Regions from separate parts of the Mus musculus genome. Here all the other regions are linked to region 4. A link is a contact called in public promoter capture Hi-C data. All regions are on one chromosome and are shown on one strand. The core of a region is the stretch at or near the end of the contact, and the rest is flanking DNA. Distances in the headings are between cores, read along the strand shown. Region 1 holds the start of Zfp273 (zinc finger protein 273). Region 2 holds the start of Zfp85 (zinc finger protein 85). Region 3 holds the start of BC048507 (cDNA sequence BC048507). Region 4 holds the start of Zfp455 (zinc finger protein 455). Region 5 holds the start of Zfp85os (zinc finger protein 85, opposite strand).

Region 1 (4,039 bases), core at 699-3,198, 620 kb before region 4:
AGGCATGGCACAGGCAGAGCTGAGAGTTCTACATCTTCATCCAAAGGTTGCGGGTGGAAGACTGACTTCCAGGCAACTAGAGTGAGTGTCTTAAGCCCACACCCACAGTGACACACCTACTCCAACCAGGTCACACCTATTCCAACAAGGCCACACCTCCAAATGGTGCCACTCCCTGATCCAAGAATATACAAATGATGACAGTGGCATTGACTAGAATGTGTCCATATTATTTTAATATAGTTAGATAATACATAGAGGGCTGGTGAGATGGCTCAGTGGGTAAGAGTACCTGACTGCTCTTCCGATGGTCCGAAGTTCAAATCCCAGCAACCACATGGTGGCTCACAACCATATATAATGAGATCTGACTCTCTCTTCTGGAGTGTATGAAGACAGCTACAGTGTACTTACATATAATAAAAATAAATACATCTTAAAAAAATACATAGAAAATACTAGTATTTACGATAATGTAGTTTAAACCCATGCTTCTTAGGTATAGATTTTAATGCTGTAAGTCAGTCTCCAGCATACAAATCAATTTGACTGGTGTGGCAAAAACAGCACAAATGGCAGGGTGAGGAGACACGTGTATACAAAGGACGGGATGAGCAGCCAGCTGTTTACAATCACAGTTCCATGAGTGAGCCACAGCTCTTCAACTTCATCTCTCAATCTTTCCACAAGAAAACAAATTTCTTACATCGCAGTCTCTGGTGCAATTTTATGAGTTAATATCTTCTAGTATTTTCCAGTCTGTACTATAGGATCAGTGATAGCTGGGAAGGTACAAAGCTCAGAGCGCCCCCTCTATGAGGTTTTGGTTTTGGTTTTGTTTTTTTGTTTTTTGTTTTTTGTTTTTTTTGTTTTTGTTTTTGTTTTTTGTTTTTTTTTTGCCTCATACAGGTGTGTGAATGTGAGGGTTCTGTCACAGTGGGTAAAGGAGTGATTCCTATCCAAAGTGAGCCGCCCTGAAAACTAACAATTTATCACAAAGAAAACGGGACGAACATCCCATACACCAAACTCCCCCGCAGAACTCCCTGTCCTGGAAACTATGAGCCACACGAACTCAAAACCAGAGTCCTGGGCCTGTCATAGAATATGGGAGGGCTCAGAAAAACCCACTTGCTCTAGATTTCCTGAGGGATCTGACAATAGCAATGTGAAAGCTAGTAACAGCAAGCTTCCCCAGCCAAGGGGCTGTGTGCGCTCTCATCATAGCCTGCTTCCGCACGATCAGCCAAGCCACCCTGCTCTAGCCATGTGGTGTGTCTCAGTGTAGCTCCTTGCTCCATTATCATAAGGTAAAATTGTGTCAATGTGCATTTTCCCTCCTGCCATACGATTCTAGGTACACCTGAGCTTTTAAAGTCACAACATATCGATCAAAGTAAGACGTAAACTCAATACACAGTGACATTGAAAGGTGGAATCATATTCCTACAACAACCTCTTTAAATCTGGTATTTTAAAAGTAGCCTAAAGGTATTGAAAAGCCTTGGGCAATAGCGCTCTTTTGGAGATCTTCGCATAGACTTGTGGGAAATGCAGTCCCTCTAATCATGACGTCACTAGACAGGATTCAAGCTTTCCGATCTCCATTCTTGCACTAGCAGGCCACCTCTCAGGTCCCTGAAACACATGATTGACTCTGGCAGTCGCTCCGTCCTAACAGAGCATTCGCTCCTGGCACCGTGCGTGCGCCCCACCCCTGCACTCTGGCCAAGCCTAGATCTGCATTGCACATCCAAGTGGGCTTCTCTCCGCCTCCCGCCCAGCCCTCACCGGCTCCCTGCACGCCGGACCCGCCCAACCTCAGAGTTCATGAGGTTTGCAAGTCTAGGCTGCACCCGGGACCAACCTCCATGTTAAGCGCGAAGAACAAGCCACACTGTCCGAACTTTGAGAACGCCGCAGAGTTTGGAGAATCACAAATGCAAAATGAACCCGGAAGCACAGAGAGCAGAGTCCTGTCTAGCGGGGTCATGCAGAGAGAAACTACATTTCCCAGAAGTCTATGCGAAGGACTGCCCTGAACCAAAGAAGTCAGAGGGTTTATAGGTCATGGATTGTATTTAACTGGAATTAGGCTCCTTTAAAAATCCCAAATTTACAAAGGGCAATTTGCGAATATGAGTGCAGCCTTTTACAGTAATGTGTATTAAGTTTACTTCTTACTCTGATCAATGCTGTGTCTTAAAAAGCTCAGGGGTTTGAGACAGAAGAATCACAAGTCTATGTCCCAAATTACACACTACCAAAAGAGATGGGGGGCTACTCACTGGTGAAGCACTTGCCTGGAGTAAAGGAGGCCTAGGTTTAACATCCATTATGACACTAAATCAAAGAGGAGAACAAAAACAAAAAACAGAACAATTTTGGTGTGTACACTGAAATCCACAGTTTGGGGCGGATATGGGCTAGGAAACACAGATATCTCTTACCGATAAGCCCCAGAAACCCTTTGAGATTTTCTTCTGTCCTTAGTCCCTTGTCCACACGTTCCTCAATTAATCCGTGTAAACAATTTAATATTTGAGAGAGCTGTGCCAGAGCTTTACCGGATTCTCTTTCACAATCTCACACAACTATTCACCACCAGATGTTCTTCCAGCTCCTGGCTCTACTCTCAATGGGAGGAAAACTGATCTTGGGCTCAATATGGCCAGTGAACTGACTCTTGACACACTATTCATCACTCATCATAGGATTTCTATCATAAGAGATTGCCGCGGAGCACCACAGTCAAGTATGAGGGTCCCTGGAATGAGGGTCCTTGAAGCTAGGTGGATAAGGTTTTGACAGTGACAAATAGAAACAAACACATAGGCAGTTTGAATCTGAGTGTATTCTGCAGCTCTCAAGCAGGAGATATTATACATTAAAAAACTAAACATTACATCTCTTAGAAACTACATCCAAATGAAACATTCACAGATACCAACAAAAATCATTTGGCACAGTAAAGTAGAAAAATCATCCAAGCATTACAACTCTGAAACCATGTATTCAGTGCATTGCAAACAGAACAGGTAACATCATCATAAATCATCAAAATATAACAATTCTAAAAGGATGTATCCAGTGGGGGCTGCCGTCCAAAGCTAGTGGCATATTTCTAGGAGCAGGTTAATAAATCTTTAATGATCAGTGCTAAACTAACTTTCCAGCCCCATGGAATTATTTAACATCTAGTGCCTGATTTTTTATAATCTTCAGTGTATAAATTTAAACTACTTTAATTCTTCCTAATTAAGGCTTTCTTTAACATATACCAAAATCCACCTCCGATGACACATGTGTAGCCATATGAAATTTTATTGTTGGGAAAGTTTTTATCATAATAATTTTGTAAATGATTTAGAAAGTAAAGTGTTGGTTTCCCTGGGGTTAAGGTCATGTTAGTGGCCCAATCTCTAGGGATTATTTCTTACCCATTATTCTCACTTAAGATCTTGGCCTAGGCTACCAGGAACATATAAATAAGAAAAGGAATAAGAGAAAACAAAACAGATAGATTGACATGAGAACTACGACTCAAAATTTTTTCTCTGGTGAAGAGTTCAACAACTGGTTCCAGGAGGCCTCCCCCTTTTGAGGTCAATTGCCTTAGTCTGTGGAACTTGTAACACAGATCCTACTGGAGGTGGTGTGGCAAGAGGTCTGCTCTCCCAAAATGCCACCTGAACCTCCCTCACACTCCTTGCTGGCTAGTGAGACCAGCCTGGCCTGACTCAGTGTAGGGTAACATGGAGCAACTGAGACTGCAATGCTGAAGACAGAGGTGGATCCAGCTGCAGCAGCAGAGGCAGAGGAAATGACTCCCCCTTCCTGCTCCCATTCTCTCACTTTTGCTTGAACCCTTGCACCCAGCAGGGTGACCTCTGTGGAAAGACTACAGTACACAAGCCCACAGACTACCATATGCAACTCTAAAAAAAAATAAACCCTTTCCTCCACAACTTGATTTATGGTCATGGTATTTCATCACAGCAATAGTAACCCTAACAAGGGCACTTACCATATGACTCAG
Region 2 (3,791 bases), core at 177-2,676, 560 kb before region 4:
CTATTACTTATTGTGAAGATGAAATGCCCTACAGGCTTGCCCACAGCCCAACCATATAGAGGCTTTTTCTCACTGAGGCTTCCTCCTCTGATGACTTTAGCTTGTGTCAAATTGATATAAAACCCAGCACAATTTCTTTCTGGTGATGAAACAAAAAAAGAACAATCTGATCTTCCCACTCTCTCATCCAAGAAGTAATCTCATTGTGAATCAGTGACCATGGCACGAAAACAAACTCTTTCCTCTCGTGGGGTTTATCGTTGGGTCTCAGATGTTACCAGTACAGGAATACATACACACGAGATAGGGAGTCCCATCACTCCGTGGTGTCAGTCCAGCCCCTTTCTTGCAATGAGTTCATTCTGTATGATCAGGAACATATTTCTGATACCTTTGTATTAAAGGAAGATTCATTCCTGTGTTATGAGATGAGGGAATAGAGTGAACTTCAAGCAAAAAACAAAACAAAACAAAAGAACCTTTAAGTACTTCCACATGAATGGGAGTAATGTAAGGAGTCCAGAAAGAGACTGGAAGTTGAATAGGGCAGATCCGAAGTAATACAGAGAGAAATCTTATGATGAGTGTTGGATAGTGGGTCAGGAGTCAGTTCACACACCATACTGATTCCAAGACCAGTTTTCCTCTAACTGGGAGAGGAGCCAGGAAGAACATTTGGTGGTGAATAGTTGTATGAGATTGTGAAAGAGAATCTGGTGAAGCTCTCTCAAATGTTAAATTGTTTACACGGATATCGGAGGAACGTGTGGACAAGGGGACTAAGGACAGATGAAAATCTCAAAGGGTTTCTGGGACTTATAGGTAAGAGACATCTGTGTTCCCTAGTCCACGCCCCAAACCGTGGATTTCAGTGTACACATCAAATCTGTTCGGTTATTTTTTTTTCCTCTTTGATTTAGTGTCATAATGGGTATTAAACCAAGGCCTCCTTCACTCCAGGCAAGTGCTTCACCAGTGAGTAGCCCCCATCTCTTTTGGTACTGTGTAATTTGGGACATAGACTTGTGATTCTTCTGTCTCAAACCCCAGAGTAGCTGAGATTTCAGAATATTTCCAGGAAACTTGGTTTCAAAAACTATCCTAAAGAGTTTGTGGTGTGCCCTAAAGTAGCTTCTTGCTCCGTTATTTTAAAGTAAAATTGACTCAATGTGATTTTTTTTCTGCCCCCCATAAGATTCTAGGAACCCCTGAGCTTTTTAAGTCACAGCATTGATCAGAGTAAGAAGTAAATCTAATACATATTACCGTTAAAGGCTGGACTCATATTCTCAAAATGCCCTTTGTAAATTTGGGATTTTTAAAAGCAGCCTAATTCCAGTTACATACAATCCATGCGCTTTAAATTCTTTGCCTTCTTTGGTTCCGGGTAGTCCTTCGCGTAGACTTCTGGGAAATGTAGTCTCTCTCTCTCTTTCTGTATGACCCCGCTAGACAGGACTCTGCTCTCTGTGCTTCCGGGTTCTTTTTACGTTTGTGATTCTCCAAACTCTGCGGTGTTCTCAAAGTTGGGACAGTGTGGCTTGTTCTTCGCGCTTAACATGAAGGTTGGTCCCGGGTGCAGCCTAGACTTGCAAATCCAGGAACTCTGCGGGTAGGCGGGTCCGGCGTGCAGGGAGCGGGGGAGGGCTGGGCAGGAGGCGGAGAGAAGCCCATTTGGATGTGCAGTGCAGATCTAGGCTTAGGGGTGGCTTGGCTGACCATGCCAGAGACAGGCTGTGATGAAAGCTCACACAGCACCTTGGCTGGGGAAGCTTGCTGTTACTAGCTTTCACATTGCTGTTGTCAGATCCCTCAGGAAATCTAGAGCAAGTGGGTTTTTCTGAGCCCTCCCATATTCTATGACAGGCCCAGGACTCTTGTTTTGAGTTCGTGTGGCTCATAGTTTCCAGGACAGTGAGTTCTGGCGGGGGAGTTTGGTGTATGGGATGTTCGTCCCGTTTTCTTTGTGATAAATTGTTTTCAGGGCGGCTCACTTTGGATAGGAATCACTCCTTTACCCACTGTGACAGAACCCTCACATTCACACACCTGTATGAGGCAAAAAAAAAAAAAAAAAAAAATTCTCATCGAGGGGGCACTCTGAGCTTTGTACCTTCCCAGCTATCACTGATCCTACAACACTGCAGAGTGGAAAATACTAGAGAATATTACCACATACAATTGCACCAGAGACTGCGATGTCAGAAATTTGGACTCCTTTTGTGAAAGGAGAGATAAGTTGCCCAGGTATTTGTATTGTGTGGAAAGATTGAGAGATGGGGTTGAAGAAATGTGGCTCACTAAAGGTCTTGTGATTGTATACAACAGTCTGCTCCCCATGGCATTTGTATACAGCCAGCTGCTCACCCCGTGCTTTGTATACAGCCTTTGCTCACTCTGTCCTTTGTGCTGTTTTTGCCACACTTCAGTCAAATTGATTTGTGTGCTGGAGACTGACTTACAGCATTCAAATCTATACCTAAGAAGCATGGGCTTTAAACTACATTATCATAATACCAGTATTTTCTATGTATTATCTAACTATAATTACAATAATATGGACACTTTCTAGTCAATGCCATTAATGTTCAGGAAACTAAGAACATGTCATTTTACATTTTATGGTGTGAAAAGTACATTTTCTTGTACCTTAGATCCCGTTTCTTAGAAGGTAGAGGTGATACAGCAAAATGCTTATATCACAGGTCACACATGCATGCATTTAATATATACATATACACATTTATATTTAATATATTTATCAAACAGACCTATTTAAAAGAAAATGTCAAATTTAAGGTTACGTGTGCTACCTAAGATTATCAAAAATAATTTATTTTTTAAATAGAGGCACTTGTTTCTCTAGCAAAGGAACATTGTTCAGCCCCCACCAGGCACACAGTGGTTCATAATTGTCTATAACTGCAGTTCCAGGGAACCAATAACATCTTCTGGTCTCCAGGGTAACCATGTGGTGCACCATCATACAAGATGGCAACAACATATGCACAAAAATAAAAATAAATGACTTAAAAAGTTAAACATCACGAGGCCTAGAGAGTTAGCTCTGGGGTTGAGAGCTCTTGTGGTTTTTGTCTAAGTTTGCATATAATATATAGTGTATAAGTTTCAGTAAGTATAAAATAATATGATTTCATGAGGTTTGGTATTCGTTTTCCTTATCTCGCCCTTCCTCTCCATCTGTATGGACCTCCTTTCTTCTTGCCAATTGAAACCCCCTCCAGGTTTATTCTACCCTTTCTCCATCTGTGTTGACCTCCCACCATTTTCCCAGTTGACCCCCCTTCCCCGTAGGTTTTCCCTTTCCCACTTCAGATCACCTGTGTCCTGCTACGCATTTCTCATGCCCCTCCCCACATGCTCCCTTTATACTTCCCTGATTTCCATGGTTACTTCATGCTATATTACTCACATCTGAAAATTTGGAGCTAGAAAGAACTGCTGCAGACTGCTCAGGGAACACCCGTGACTTTGCATTGTGCCGTCATCATCAGGAAATCTTTTGACAGGCTGCAGAAGGTCTTGCAAAGCAAGGAAAGTAGAGGCGCTACATTGGTTCACATGTATATGCACTTATGTGCAGCGTAGTCCAGTTGAGCCTCAGAACAGGGGGGATTGTCTGTGACAATATGAATGGGATTATTACTTCAGACCTGGAAAGGCAAGTAAAAGATGATCTTAGCCATAGAGAGACTCCAAAGAAATAAATCTCACAGAATTTGGAAATAACACAGGTGTCTCCAATGGGCCAGTGATCTGAGGGAGAGAGG
Region 3 (4,027 bases), core at 476-2,975, 670 kb before region 4:
GGAGCTCATTAAAACCACAGAGAATGGATGAATCCACAAGAACAAAACTTTGGTTGTGGTAAAGGTATAACGGGCACAAGGTATAAACAGGAAATAAATATGAAAGATGCCATTCTAGCTCTCAGTACAGAAACAATGCCACTCAGACAATACAGTAGGTGACAGTGGCTCCCAGGGTTACAGGGGCTTTCATCCATTGATGAAATCCTCACCTTAGGATCCCCAATTATGGACTTAGGGAAGACAGTTTTCTTTGCTCCTCTTCCCAGTGTGGCCATATTAAATCTCTCCCTTTCAGCTTTAAAAAGGGAGGGAGGGAGGGAGGGAGGGAGTGAGGGAGGGAGGGAGGGAGGGAGGGAGGGAGGGAGGGAGGGAGGGAGGGAGGGAGGGGTAAAGAAAGACACACTAGAAGATATTTTAAATTGCCAATAATATTTTTAAAGATTATTTATTTATTTATTTATCGTGTAGTCAGCATTCTTCCTGCATGTATGCTAGCAGGCCAGAAGAGGGCACCAATTCTCACTATAGATGCTTATGAGCCACTCTGAGCCACCATATGGATACTGGGAATTGAACTCTGGACCTCTGGAAGAGCAGCCAGTGCTCTTAAGCTCCGAGCCATCTCTCCAGCCCTGTTAATAATATTTTGAAATGGAGATACCTCAAGTGTCTTGTCATAAGAAGTATCTTGTGGCCTGAACAGGCAGTGACGCTATCTCGGTGGGCATGAGTGATCTCATTAGCATGTGTTATGATAGACTTCAACAAACAACACTGGATTTACATTCAATCTCTTTATAACCATCCTAAAAGATTTGAAAGACAAATGCATATTTCTTATAGAGAAAACATAGCTCCAAGGCCAACAGTTGTTATTCAAGGTCAAAACTCATAAATAAAAGGAAGGAAAACAGGGCTGGTCTGTTTTCTTGAACTTAATCTCCCCCCCCCCCCGCCGCCCCCCGCCACACCCACCTCCCATGCGCAACCGTGTTAAGATTTTTCTTTTTTTTTTTTTTTTCTTTTTTTTATGGCATCTCCACCAGATTTATTTTTAAAGGAATGACCTAAGGGAGAAAAAACTAGGGTACAGAAGTATGGGCTAGAAAATAAATACAAATGTAAGCTGTTTCACTAATTTTATAACCACAAACTTGTACAGAGAATGAGGCCCTCTACAGAACACAACAGGTTCAGACGAGGCGTTCCCTTAACAAGGCTGAAGATCCGGACTCTGGTATTTGACATTTAGGATGCAGTCAGTCCACGCTTTTACCCAGATTTGAAGAGAAGAATGGCCACCTGACCCAGGTAGAAGTAGACGAAGTGTTTGGTTTCGTACGTCACGTAACTACCGAAGTTCCGGCCCACAATGCAGTGCCAGGTGGGGTTGTACTTCTTGTCAAACTCCTTCTTGATATGGGCCGCAATATCCTTCTCTGTGCTGTACTTCTCCAGCGCCTGGATAGCACACCTCACCGAGTCCTGCTGCATCTCTTCCGACATGTCTACAGTTTTTATCACTGCCTTCCGATCGCACATGGTTACCGCGGAGCAGGGGCCAATCGGCCGCTGCGTGCCCCTAGGGAAGATGCTGGCGGTGCTCAAGCAGCAGCAGCAGACAGCCGGTCCCTGCTGAAGCCGAAGCCGTGGCGCATCTCTTAGCTAAATATTTAACTGTATGCGTTTGCTACCTTTTCTTTACCCCTTCAGGAGCCATTTGGTAGGTGGTTTATTTTGTCACAAAAAGCAAGAAACCGCCTCATTGTGACTGCACAATTACCCGCTGACCCTCTGAGGTGGGGAGCCGAACCCTGGAGACCTGGCTTTTCATGAATCAGAAATTCACATGTGTGAGGAAATGCAGTGGAAGCAGCAGACACTGCTGTTGCTTGAGGGAAATATTTTAAATGAACCGGCCTACTCTCCAATAAAATCAAAACTTTTTTTTTTTTTTTTTTTTGGTTTTTCGAGACGGGGTTTCTCTGTATATCCTTGGCTGTCCTGGAACTCACTTTGTAGACCAGGCTAGCCTCTAACTCAGACTCCCGAGTCCTGGGATTAAAGGCGTGCGCCACCACGCCCGGCGCACTGTGTCTATTTCACGAGGGGGAAAAATGAGCGTATTTCCCTAAGAAACTTCAGAAAGACTGATTTAAACACGCGGGACCTGATGAACCTCTAATGGCTTCATCTTAATTAGTTATACCTGTGATGCTCCTGTTTCCAAATACGGGCACACGCCGGAGCTCTGTGTTCATATTCCTGAAAGATTCAATTAACCCATAACATTTGCTGTCATACCTTGCTGACATGTTCGCAGCTGTGTTCACAGACCTGAAGATGGCACTGTGCATCAGCTGAAAACATTCTCAAACCACCCGCAACAGAAAAATCCGCACACTGCCCACAGCCCTGGCTAATACATGAAATTATATAAAGATTCAGATCATATTTCAATTTGAATTGGATGTACCTACGTTACCATTTTTCCCCCCATTTTACTTATTTGAAGCTTCTGGTTAATTGCAAGTTCCCAGACAAGGTTAAGAGAGCAAGATTTACCCACAGATATGCAAGAAAAATTTCCGAGCCTTTGCAAGTGACTCATGCCTGATACCCCCAACTTTATAACTACTATAAGCTCTTAGTTCTTATCATTTCTCAGCAGTAAATGGGGCCACTGATTAGCAGAAAAGAGCAATCTTCCTGGCTTTGGCAGCCCATTCAACTAATCACAGTACTTGGGAGGCAGAGGCAGGTGGATGGATCTCTGTGAGTTCAAGGCCAGCCGGGTCTACAGAGCCAGTTTTAGGACAGCTGGGGCTACAGAGAAAACCTATGTCAACAGAAACAAAACAGAACAAAACAAACAAACCAAAAACAAAGAGGAGGAGGAGGAGAGGAGGAGGAAGAGGAGGAAGAAGAGGAAGAGGAGGAGGAGGGAGAGGAGGAGGAAGAGGAAGAGGACAGACAGAAATAACAAATCTCTTCCCCATTCTGGGCCCCTTTTCCTTTCTAACTTTTACATTTAAAAACAAAGAGTTAATAGCAATTTAAGCACTTATTAATGTTTAATATGTTCACTATGGCACAGAATTCCAGGAAAAATATGTACATGTCTTATTAATTACATCTCTCAATGCTATCACCCAATGCTTAATAAAAAGCAACGAGAGGAGGAAGGGTTTATTCTGGCTTGCAGCTCAACAGGATTATTCCACCATGGTGGGAAGACAAGGCAGCAGGCAGGGATGATATGGTGGCAGGAAGTGCCAGGTCAGAGTACACATCACACACAGTAAGCAGAGCACAGACAGGAAGTAGGGCCAGCCTGTAAATCTCATGTTCCTGGCCCACCACCTCAGTACTGGCTGCTTTTGTGTGTCAACATGATACAAGTTAGAGTCATCAGAGAGAAAGGGCCCTCATTTGAGGAAATGACTCCATGAAATCCAATGGTAAGGCATTTTCTCAATTAGTGATCAACTGGGGAGGGCTCAGACTATTGTGGGTGGTGCCACCCCTTGGCAGGTGGTCCTGGGTTCTATAAGAGATCAGGCTGAGTAAACCAGGGGCAACAAGCCAGTAAGCAGCACCCCTCCTAGGACTCTGCATCAGCTCCTGCCTCCAGGTTCCAGTCCGGCTTGAGTTCCTGTCCTGACTTCCCCCAATGTTAAACTATGATGTGGAAGTGTAAGATGAATAAGCTCTTTCCTGACCAATTTGCTTTTTGATCATGGTGTTTCTTCCCAGCAACAGAACCTCCAACTAAGACACCCACTTTCACCAATAAGGCTCCGCTTCTTTTTTTCTTTTTCTTTTTTCTTTCTTTCTTCTTTTTTGTTTGTTTGTTTGTTTTTTGTTTTGGTTTTTCGAGACAGGATTTCTCTGTATAGCCCTGGCTGTCCTGGAACTCACTTTGTAGACCAGGCTGGCCTTGAACTCAGAAATCTGCCTGCCTCTGCCTCCTGAGTGCTGGGATTAAAGGCATGTGCCACCACCACGCCCGACTTTCTCTCTC
Region 4 (4,247 bases), core at 511-3,010:
CAGCTAACTGTAAGAAGCATTTGCAAGCAGCTAAACCTCTGGGACAGGAACACAGGAAGATATCCCAGAAAAAGAGGCAGAAAATGACACATGAACATAAACTACAGTAGCCTGCATCATTCAAGAACTGCAGAAAGGCAATGAAGAAATGATGGAGTCTCTGCCTAGATATGGACGGAGCAAACTGGAAGAATTCAGGGAAGACCAGAAGAAAGCATCCTCAGGTCATGGCAGAATCTAACACAAACTTAACTATCCAAAAGGAGTGAACATTCACTGTCAATAGGAAGAATAATCAAGCAAGGGAAAGAGGAGAGTCCTTCCTCACACAGTAAATCCAAACAAATAGTCACCCAAATGTACCATCTTTAACAAGAGCATGTTAGTGAAAACAAAGTTTGAATCCCACATGGATTGGGTCGGCAGAAGGGAAGCATGTGTACTTTGTAAGACACCAAAGTGTTGATTGCAGGGGTTTTCCACGGCTCTCACTGGAAGACATGGAATGAATCATAGAGAGTATTTCTCACGTCCATCAAGCATGATTAAATGTTTTCTGACACAGACTGAGGTAGCCTACATTGGCCTTGAATTTGCTATCAAGCAGGGGTTGACCAGAGGGTCCTGCCCCTCCCCCTCACAAATACAGAGATGACAGGAATGTGCCTCACAGTAGGCTCAAGTGTCTTTCTATCACAGGTCTGTTTACTTTAAGTCACAAGAATACACACAGGTCTGTGAGCTCTTCCTTACCCTGCTGACCTGACACAAAAGCCTGGCCCCCTAAAACAAGGCCACGCGAGATTTTCACCAGATACTAATACCCTGCTCATAAACGTTCTCAGGTTCAAGGCCTGATCAAGGCACGTTGACATAATCATAGTGTGCCAAGCAGACATTGTGTCTTATTTACAATTATTCAACCCTACTTTATGAACAGGAAACCTATCCAAGGTTTAAGGAAACCCAGCCCTCAAGGTAAAACCAGGTGGCAGGTTGCCTGCTTTGCTGACTTCCCTCTGTGTATCCACTACATGTGTTTCCTCACCTATAGTCAAAGACTCTCAGTGACCTCCCATCCTGGCAGATCTCTCTGCTCTGTTCCAGATTTTCCCATCTATGACCTGTTGGGACTTGGATTTTTATTCTCTCTTAATTCCTTAACTGATAGGGAAAATGAACATAATCAGGACCGTAGGAGGAGGCCAGGTACAGAGGATAGTGGGGCCAGGTACCCCATTTGCTCTAAAGGTACTGACTGGGGCATCTGACAGCATCCACCTGAGAATGGGGCAGCTAGGGGAGCATGCTTCCCAGCAAAGCTGTCAAAGAGTTCCCAGCACTGCCTCAGGTGCAAGTAGTCATCTCACCATCACTAGCTTGCAATCCTGACCCCTGCTACCAGTCTGTTCCTATGTCCAAGACACCCTGCGGTGTCCTATGAAAACCCTCACCTCAGACACAATCCCAATCGCCCCATTCCTGGTCCAGAACTGCAACCTCACGTGACCCAGCCAGATCAGCACAACAAATCCCAACAGCTTCTTTTCTTCCGTTCTCCCTCCAAGCCCAGGTCCGCTCAGTCCCCACCTTCCCCACACCCACTCTCCCCGCCTTTTCCCAGCCCGATGCTTGCACAAAGCCCCAGGCTGTGCTGTTTCATGAACCAACCTCCATGACAGAGACAACAGGCGTGTACAGCCGTTCAGGACTCTCGCAAAAACTTTGAGGAAGGCACAATGTACAAAACGAAAGCTAAAGTGGGATTGCCTGGATGGCTCCTCGTGATGGCACAGTTGCTTGGACTACATATCCCAGAAGTCTTTGCGAAGCTATTCCTGGAACTGAATGTGGTCTTTCCCTGGTCTTAGATTTGTAGCCTTCTCTCTGTTTTCTTTACTATTATACTATGGTAGGTACTATGGTAGGTACTTGGCCTACTTTAAAGCGCTCGACTCTAATGTAGACTCTGTCATAATACTCAGTATTGCAAATAAATAAATAATACTTGTTCCTTTGCAATTACACTCTGCATGAGACATACATGGATCAGATTCCACATCATGAAAAACAGTTTTGTGTAAATATTAGGATGTATATACTGTGGTTAGTTGGTCAGGGACACATTGAGAGTATAGATCATTTAACAAAGTTAAAACTTTAAAATGTTAATATATATTTAAGAAATTCCTTTTTAGTGGGAGCTGTACTACAATTTTAACGGTCTCCAATGGTTGTTCACAAACACAGGTACACATAAGCCACTGGGTATGTTTGCCCGTTGTTGATGTTGTTGTTCCTTCCCCTGCTCAGATTACACTTGGGAGGACACAGCTCCTGAGGTCACACTGGTATGTGTACTGGCCACTGGCCCATTATCCATTGTTAGAATTCTCTCTGCAGAGGTCTGATCTTTCTTACTCAATTTCCTTTCCCTGCTCTGATCTACAAGTGTTCCTATGTGACAATATTTTGAAAGTCAAAGCATCTGCCCTGAACTAACCTCAGTTTCTCAAAATCAGGACAGAGAAATGATTATTTCAAAAACAAATCAGAAATATCAAATAAGTTTATTGGAATTTGACAATCAAATACGTTAAAAAAAAACACCATACTCTGTAACCTGGAAGCCTCTGAGAGTTTCACTTTCATCTGTTTCTAAGAAAGACAATTCACTTCTCAACATGCCCATAGACTTTAATAGTCCCAAGACAGTCAAAGCCCAAAGTCTCTTGATGTTGTAATTCAATCAATTGCTTATTTCAAAGTGCTTACAAGATTACTCCTTCAACCTACCATGGACCAGTGGAAACCTGCCTTTTCCAAAAGGAGGAATAGTGACCAGGCAGGGAAGGATAAGAATAAGTTCGAGAGGAATGTGCTGTGAAAACCTAACCCCTACATCATCATATGCATTGGGTCTGTGGTTGCTGAATCATTTGGATGTCAAAGAACAGTGTCAACCTAAACTTCATCTGTGTGTTCTAAAGCACAGACATCCCCTTTCTAGATGTTGCTATGTTTCTAACATGAGGCTATGGTGGGGTTCCAAGTCCACTTAGCTGTCACCTGCATGTTTTATGAAGTGTGATCCCACCAAGATATTAGGAAGGACAGTATACACCCTACCAGTTACATGGTGAAGCATTTCTCTTAGCATGGCTGCAAAGCTCCATGCTGACCTACAGGATGCACCTCAGAGCCTCCACAACTAGTACAACATATACAGTGCTGTCCAGTTCTGCTTTCATCTAGGTTAGTATCAGGCCCCAAGAGAGTTTCCTTTGTCGCTGTGTTCTGAACCTGGAGAGCTTTCCTGAAAGTGTAGTTATGAGCATAAAGTCCCCACAATGGGCTTTCCAATGAAATCAAAATTTCAAATGAAATTCCACTTCCACAAGGCAGAGACTTCCATGGATGTGCTCTTGTCACAGAGGAGATTTAATGTTGGCTCTGGACAAAGTACCAGGATTGCCCATCTCTATAACAAGAATAGGGGATCTCACAATGTCTATAACTTTAGATTCACTGAGGTTGTAGAATGAGAATAGTACCCTACAGCCTCATACAACTGATGCTTCGGTCTCAGTTGGTGGGAAATATTTGTGAAAGAGTGGGAGGTGTGACCTTGTCACAAGAAAATGTCACTAGGCTTTTTCATTACACAATAGCATGCAGTTTCCAGTTATCTGTATGTGCTCCAGTGTGGATCAAAGAGTAAGCTGTCTGCTCCTACACAGGACCATGACTGCCTGCTTGCTGCCATGTTCCCTGAAGTGGAATGACTTCTCAGCTCTTCAACCACCAGCAGGAAATCAAACTGCTTTATGTGTTTCCACCACAATGAATAAGACACTCCATTCTGTGATTTTTCCAGTGAAGAACAGAAGAAGAGTCTGCTCCCATCAGACCAGGGTGTAATGACAGACGTAGGAAAGATTCCACCCAAGACTCTATCATGAATCAAGAGTTTACTAGTTTTGCTGACAGGCATTTGATTGAGAGATAGCACAGGAATACAGGTGGCTCAAGGCAGCGACATGTGACTGGATTCTGGGTAAGAACTCAGGAAAGTTGCATGCCTGCAGACGATTCTTGTCTTGTAGGATGCTGCAGTGATAACAGGGTTCTCAGCCTCTATAGTCCTTAATGTTTATATCAGCTTCATCAGTGAGACTCCTGTGAGTCTTGTAAAGAACTCTGAATTCCCCATGCCTACTCACAAGCTTACTTTCTTAAGGCTAATG
Region 5 (3,867 bases), core at 680-3,179, 530 kb before region 4:
GTTAATCTTTTCCCAGCTATTGAAACCGCTACTCTGGTTCTAAACAAAGCTACCATATCTTCACTTTTATTTAAGTTACAACTTTTATTTCAAAACAGAACCTCCCTGTGTTTTTTATAAGTCATTTATGGACACGCATTTATCTGGGCCCTTGACAGAAGGCAATTGGCTAGCTGATCTTGCTATACAACCTTATATTTGTACAGCTTAGAGCAAGCAGAAGCATTATGCTATCAAGTAGTTTAACAAGACAGGCTGTCAGGCAAGAGCCATTTGTCCAGAAACCCATCATTCTTTGCCTACGGGAGTTAATCTCAGAGGACTCAGACCTAAGGATCTCTGGCAAATGGACATTATGAATGTTCCTTCTTTTAGCATACGTTCTTTTGTCCACGTTTGTGCAGGAACCTTCTCTCATGCCATAGTCACCTGGGCAAGGACAGTATTATTAGAAAACAAACTCATGCTCTGTAAGAATATTACCTACTCTCAACTACATAACAATCTCCTTCGCTTACTGTAAGTGAACATAGATTTTAGAGGAATTTGGTCAAATCTCACAGCTAATCCAGAATGTTTGTATGGGTGAAACTAAAATAATCAAGTTTTTATAAAATGATAGTATGTCTGATAAAGTTGAAACTGCCAACATGGTCTAAGGAAACATATAAGGCCTGAGAATCAGACTGTGGTAAACTCTCCCTAAGTATGCCTGGGCCCCTAATATCATGCTAAATGGGGCTTCCTGTATGTTCAGTTAGGTTCTGCATGTTCGTTTTGTTCCTATACCATATTAGTTCCTCCTCTTCCTCTTGAATTAACCAATCCCACTAGGAGGAAATGGAAACTGCAGAACAGTTGAGGGTGAATGCTGCATCCTCACAGATCAGCACCTCCCAGAGGAGTCAGTGCCCTCTCAGGTAGGTTTACATGTAACAGACACAAACATACATGCACACACACGCACATGCACATGTACACTGGAATCCTAGACATGTCCAGAAATGCTAAGGCCTTATGGTTGATGACAGTGCCCTTCACTGCAGCATTCAGGAGGAGTACAGACTAGTCATGACCTCATTCTAAACAGACATGCCAATCAAGTGTTCAGGTGAATGTACTGCTTGACTCTAGTTTCTCTAAGTGGAGCTGTATCCCTGGGTTAACACACTGCCTGGAATACAAGAATTGATAGGAACTTCACATAGTCTCTGTTCTGAATCAGTTTCCCTGTGAATCAGAATGCATCACAGAAACATGAAATCTTCCTTGTGATGGATGGGGTTCATACCTTTGTCTCAAGCATGAACTGCACAGGAATAAACTTTCCTAAAGAAGTGAGGGAAGTTCAAGACAGATACCAAATATTAAATAGTCTGAAACATGAATGATGGCATGATCAGGAGAGAGAGGAAATTCTATAAGGAACATCAAAGGGAACAAGGGAAATCCTATAGTGCACAGTGTACCAAAAGTCAGTAGACTCACCAGTGTGATCCCAGGAGCTCTGCGCCTCCTGCTGGGAGATGGGGAGGAGGAAAGCCTGTGCTCAGAGAACACCCGGTGGTGACTAGTTTTGATTTCCTGTTCTTCTGTCTTAAGCACCTGAGATGCTGCATGTCAGGCGGGATCACCAAGCGTGGTTTCATTAAAGAAATGCTCAGTCCTACATTACCTTCCTGCTTCCTTATTTTTAAGTAAAGCAGACCATGAAAGCATGATTTCCCATGTGTTAGTATGATTTCATAAGTAGATTTGAGCTTTAAAATCACGTTTTAGCAGAAATAACTAGCATGTATAATTAACATTACTGAGAAAGGCTCGACTCACAGGCTAACATCCCTTGCTGAGACCACAGCACTTCAAAAGAGCCCGAATGCCCTGTGGCTGCCCATGTGCCTGTTTCTTTCCAATTTCACTTGCTCACACTTAGGCAGGTACCCAGGCAGTGCACCGAACTCCTTTGGTGTGTTCCTGGAAGTCCTTTACACTGATTTGTGGGAGATGTAGTCCCAACAATTATGACGACTCCAGAAGGGGCCGTTGGTACCAAACTTCCGGATTCGTTCTTAAACCTTGCTTCTCCCCAAAGTTAATCGAGTGTCTTGGGTTTGGATCCCTGACATGGAGGTTGGTGCAGGGAGCAGTGCGGTCGTACAGATCTGAGGGACTGTGCAGGATGGCGGGTCAGGCGCGGAGGGAGCTGGCTCAGGCTGGTTGGGAGACGGGGGGGGGGGGGGGGCGGGGGGCGAGGGGGCCGCCGACCTGGAGGTACTGTGTTGACCTAGGATGGGCCACTGCCCCTAGGAGCAGGATTGGCCGGGAAGAATGTTAGAGACAAGGGGATGGCAAGGGCAGGCTGGGTCTGCTGACTGCCTGTGCGGAGATGCTGAAGGGAGCATTCTACTTTGCTCTGCCTAGCTGACCCTTACTCATGTGATTGTAGTCTGAGTCCCAGCACTTACAGAACTTCCGGAAGTTCCAGGGACAGAGAGTCTTGTGAGGGCGACTGTTGTGTGGGATGTTAGTTTCTTTTCTTTTGGAATGAATTGTTAGATTTATGGATGCCTCGGGTTGAGTAGGAATTCCTAATGTACACCTCTGTGACCTGAGTCGTCACAATACAAGGCTATGTAGCTACAGAATAATCTTGGAATTGTTTTGAACTTATGTTGGCACAATCCAAATAATTATGGATTTTACACTTAAGCTTAAAATCACTAGACAGCAGTGCCCCAATAATACTATCTGAGTATATTTATTTTTTCAAAATTTGGACTGCATTTCTGATAGGATAGTACACTTGTGTGATGAGAGAAAGATCGCAGGGAGGGGCTGGAATGCCTGAAAGGGAAGGGAGAAAATATCTCTGCTAATAGGCCAGGCTCTGAACATTGTTCTCTTACCACATGATTTACTTCTGTCTGTTCACATTATCAGCAGTGACTAATCTCTTCTAAAAGTACTCTGTCCCTCAATGTGGCTTTCTGGTTTACTGATGCTTCCTGGATAGTTCTAGAAAGGATTCCCCAAGTTTTTGTACTGTCTTTGAGAGACTGTAAGATAAATTTCAAAAGCTGTAGCACACTTGGGGGTCTTAAGGTTTACACATAGTAGGTTCCTGTTCATGCAAAATGCACAGTTCTCCTCTTGAAGGGTTAAGAGAATAGTTTAGCCCAGAGCCATTTAATTGGCCATGATCTGAGAAGACAGATTTAGTTTAGTGAAAATTCCATACTCCAACTTGGAAGCAGTTTCATGGTTTTACAGAACAAATAATGTCATTAGCCAAGTAAATTTTAAAATACATTGATGTGAGTCTGATAGAGGTATGTACTGTGAGACATGGGAGATGTTCTATTCACCAAAGATACCATTTGATGAGATTTTAGCTTTTGGACTGATAGAAGCTCATGTTCTGCCTAGTCAGTGGATTCTGGGAGTTTCTTTTAAACTATTGTCACAAGCTGTGTGGTCCACTACAGAGTAAGGTAATGACTGCCCTTGAAGAGAAAACCAGCCCAAGGTAAGGCAGCCAACCCTGAACCTGCAGAATTCCAGGCTCTGCCCCTCCGTGAACTTCCACATGGGCCACCAGTCTCTGCACACACAGACCCCTTACAAGAGTTTTGCATTCACAGTCAGACACTCATTTTTTTTTTTTGTTTTTGTGTTTGCTTTTTCAGGGTTTCTCCTCCACAGCCCCTCCCCCTATCTCAGGTGATCTTGCTTATATTGTCACTCTTCAGTCAAATCAAGAATTAGTGAGCCTGGCTCATGGCATTGAAGCTGACTCTAAGGAAGTATGGGCTTCAGACAACTCCGTCCTATCTACTGGGATTTTCAATGAGTTTGCAACCCTATCTA

Evidence for each region. Promoter capture Hi-C pulls out the DNA fragments that hold promoters and counts their contacts. Capture Hi-C pulls out chosen DNA fragments and counts their contacts.
Region 1: a promoter capture Hi-C map of liver shows a contact between it and region 4, with 6 times the contacts expected there. The contact joins the promoter of Zfp273 here to the promoter of Zfp455 in region 4. A contact is called at or near these places in 6 of 39 promoter capture datasets (cranial neural crest, embryonic stem cells, frontonasal cranial neural crest and 3 more), 2 of 484 Hi-C or Micro-C datasets (cardiomyocytes and regulatory T cells), 5 of 115 datasets of contacts at active chromatin or transcription factors (bone marrow-derived macrophages, microglia, pro-B cells and 1 more) and 3 of 9 other capture datasets (adipose tissue, liver and macrophages).
Region 2: a contact with region 4 is called in a promoter capture Hi-C map of adipose tissue, with 5 times the contacts expected there. The contact joins the promoter of Zfp85 here to the promoter of Zfp455 in region 4. A contact is called at or near these places in 6 of 39 promoter capture datasets (cranial neural crest, hippocampal neurons, liver and 2 more), 1 of 484 Hi-C or Micro-C datasets (embryonic fibroblasts), 2 of 115 datasets of contacts at active chromatin or transcription factors (bone marrow-derived macrophages and large pre-B cells) and 1 of 9 other capture datasets (adipose tissue).
Region 3: a promoter capture Hi-C map of neutrophils shows a contact between it and region 4. The contact joins the promoter of BC048507 here to the promoter of Zfp455 in region 4. A contact is called at or near these places in 13 of 39 promoter capture datasets (the 3T3-L1 cell line, the C10 cell line, the HPC-7 cell line and 9 more), 1 of 484 Hi-C or Micro-C datasets (embryonic stem cells) and 4 of 115 datasets of contacts at active chromatin or transcription factors (craniofacial prominence, embryonic stem cells and fibro-adipogenic progenitors).
Region 5: a contact with region 4 is called in a promoter capture Hi-C map of liver, with 5 times the contacts expected there. The contact joins the promoter of Zfp85os here to the promoter of Zfp455 in region 4. A contact is called at or near these places in 7 of 39 promoter capture datasets (the C10 cell line, the HPC-7 cell line, cranial neural crest and 4 more), 1 of 484 Hi-C or Micro-C datasets (nephron progenitors), 1 of 115 datasets of contacts at active chromatin or transcription factors (bone marrow-derived macrophages) and 2 of 9 other capture datasets (adipose tissue and liver).

What each region holds. Positions count from the first base shown.
Region 1 is chr13:67,811,725-67,815,763 of GRCm38.p6, reverse strand. It overlaps Zfp273 (zinc finger protein 273), which reads right to left and starts at 1,948. Exons shown (of 4, transcript NM_198322.3): 1 at 1,868-1,948. The coding sequence starts at 1,873. All of the region lies in intron 2 of 4930525G20Rik (RIKEN cDNA 4930525G20 gene), which reads left to right.
Region 2 is chr13:67,752,837-67,756,627 of GRCm38.p6, reverse strand. It overlaps Zfp85 (zinc finger protein 85), which reads left to right and starts at 1,426. Exons shown (of 4, transcript NM_001001130.3): 1 at 1,426-1,565. The coding sequence starts at 1,560. It overlaps Zfp85os (zinc finger protein 85, opposite strand), which reads right to left. Exons shown (of 3, transcript NR_027969.1): 2 at 3,434-3,640; 3 at 1-2,049.
Region 3 is chr13:67,861,024-67,865,050 of GRCm38.p6, reverse strand. BC048507 (cDNA sequence BC048507) reads right to left here and starts at 1,725. Exons shown (of 1, transcript NM_001001185.3): 1 at 1,128-1,725. The coding sequence starts at 1,545. The coding sequence ends at 1,276.
Region 4 is chr13:67,192,019-67,196,265 of GRCm38.p6, reverse strand. It overlaps Zfp455 (zinc finger protein 455), which reads right to left and starts at 1,760. Exons shown (of 4, transcript NM_001048204.1): 1 at 1,672-1,760. The coding sequence starts at 1,677.
Region 5 is chr13:67,727,324-67,731,190 of GRCm38.p6, reverse strand. Zfp85os (zinc finger protein 85, opposite strand) reads right to left here and starts at 1,929. Exons shown (of 3, transcript NR_027969.1): 1 at 1,489-1,929. It overlaps Zfp65 (zinc finger protein 65), which reads left to right and starts at 2,018. Exons shown (of 4, transcript NM_145622.2): 1 at 2,018-2,130. The coding sequence starts at 2,125.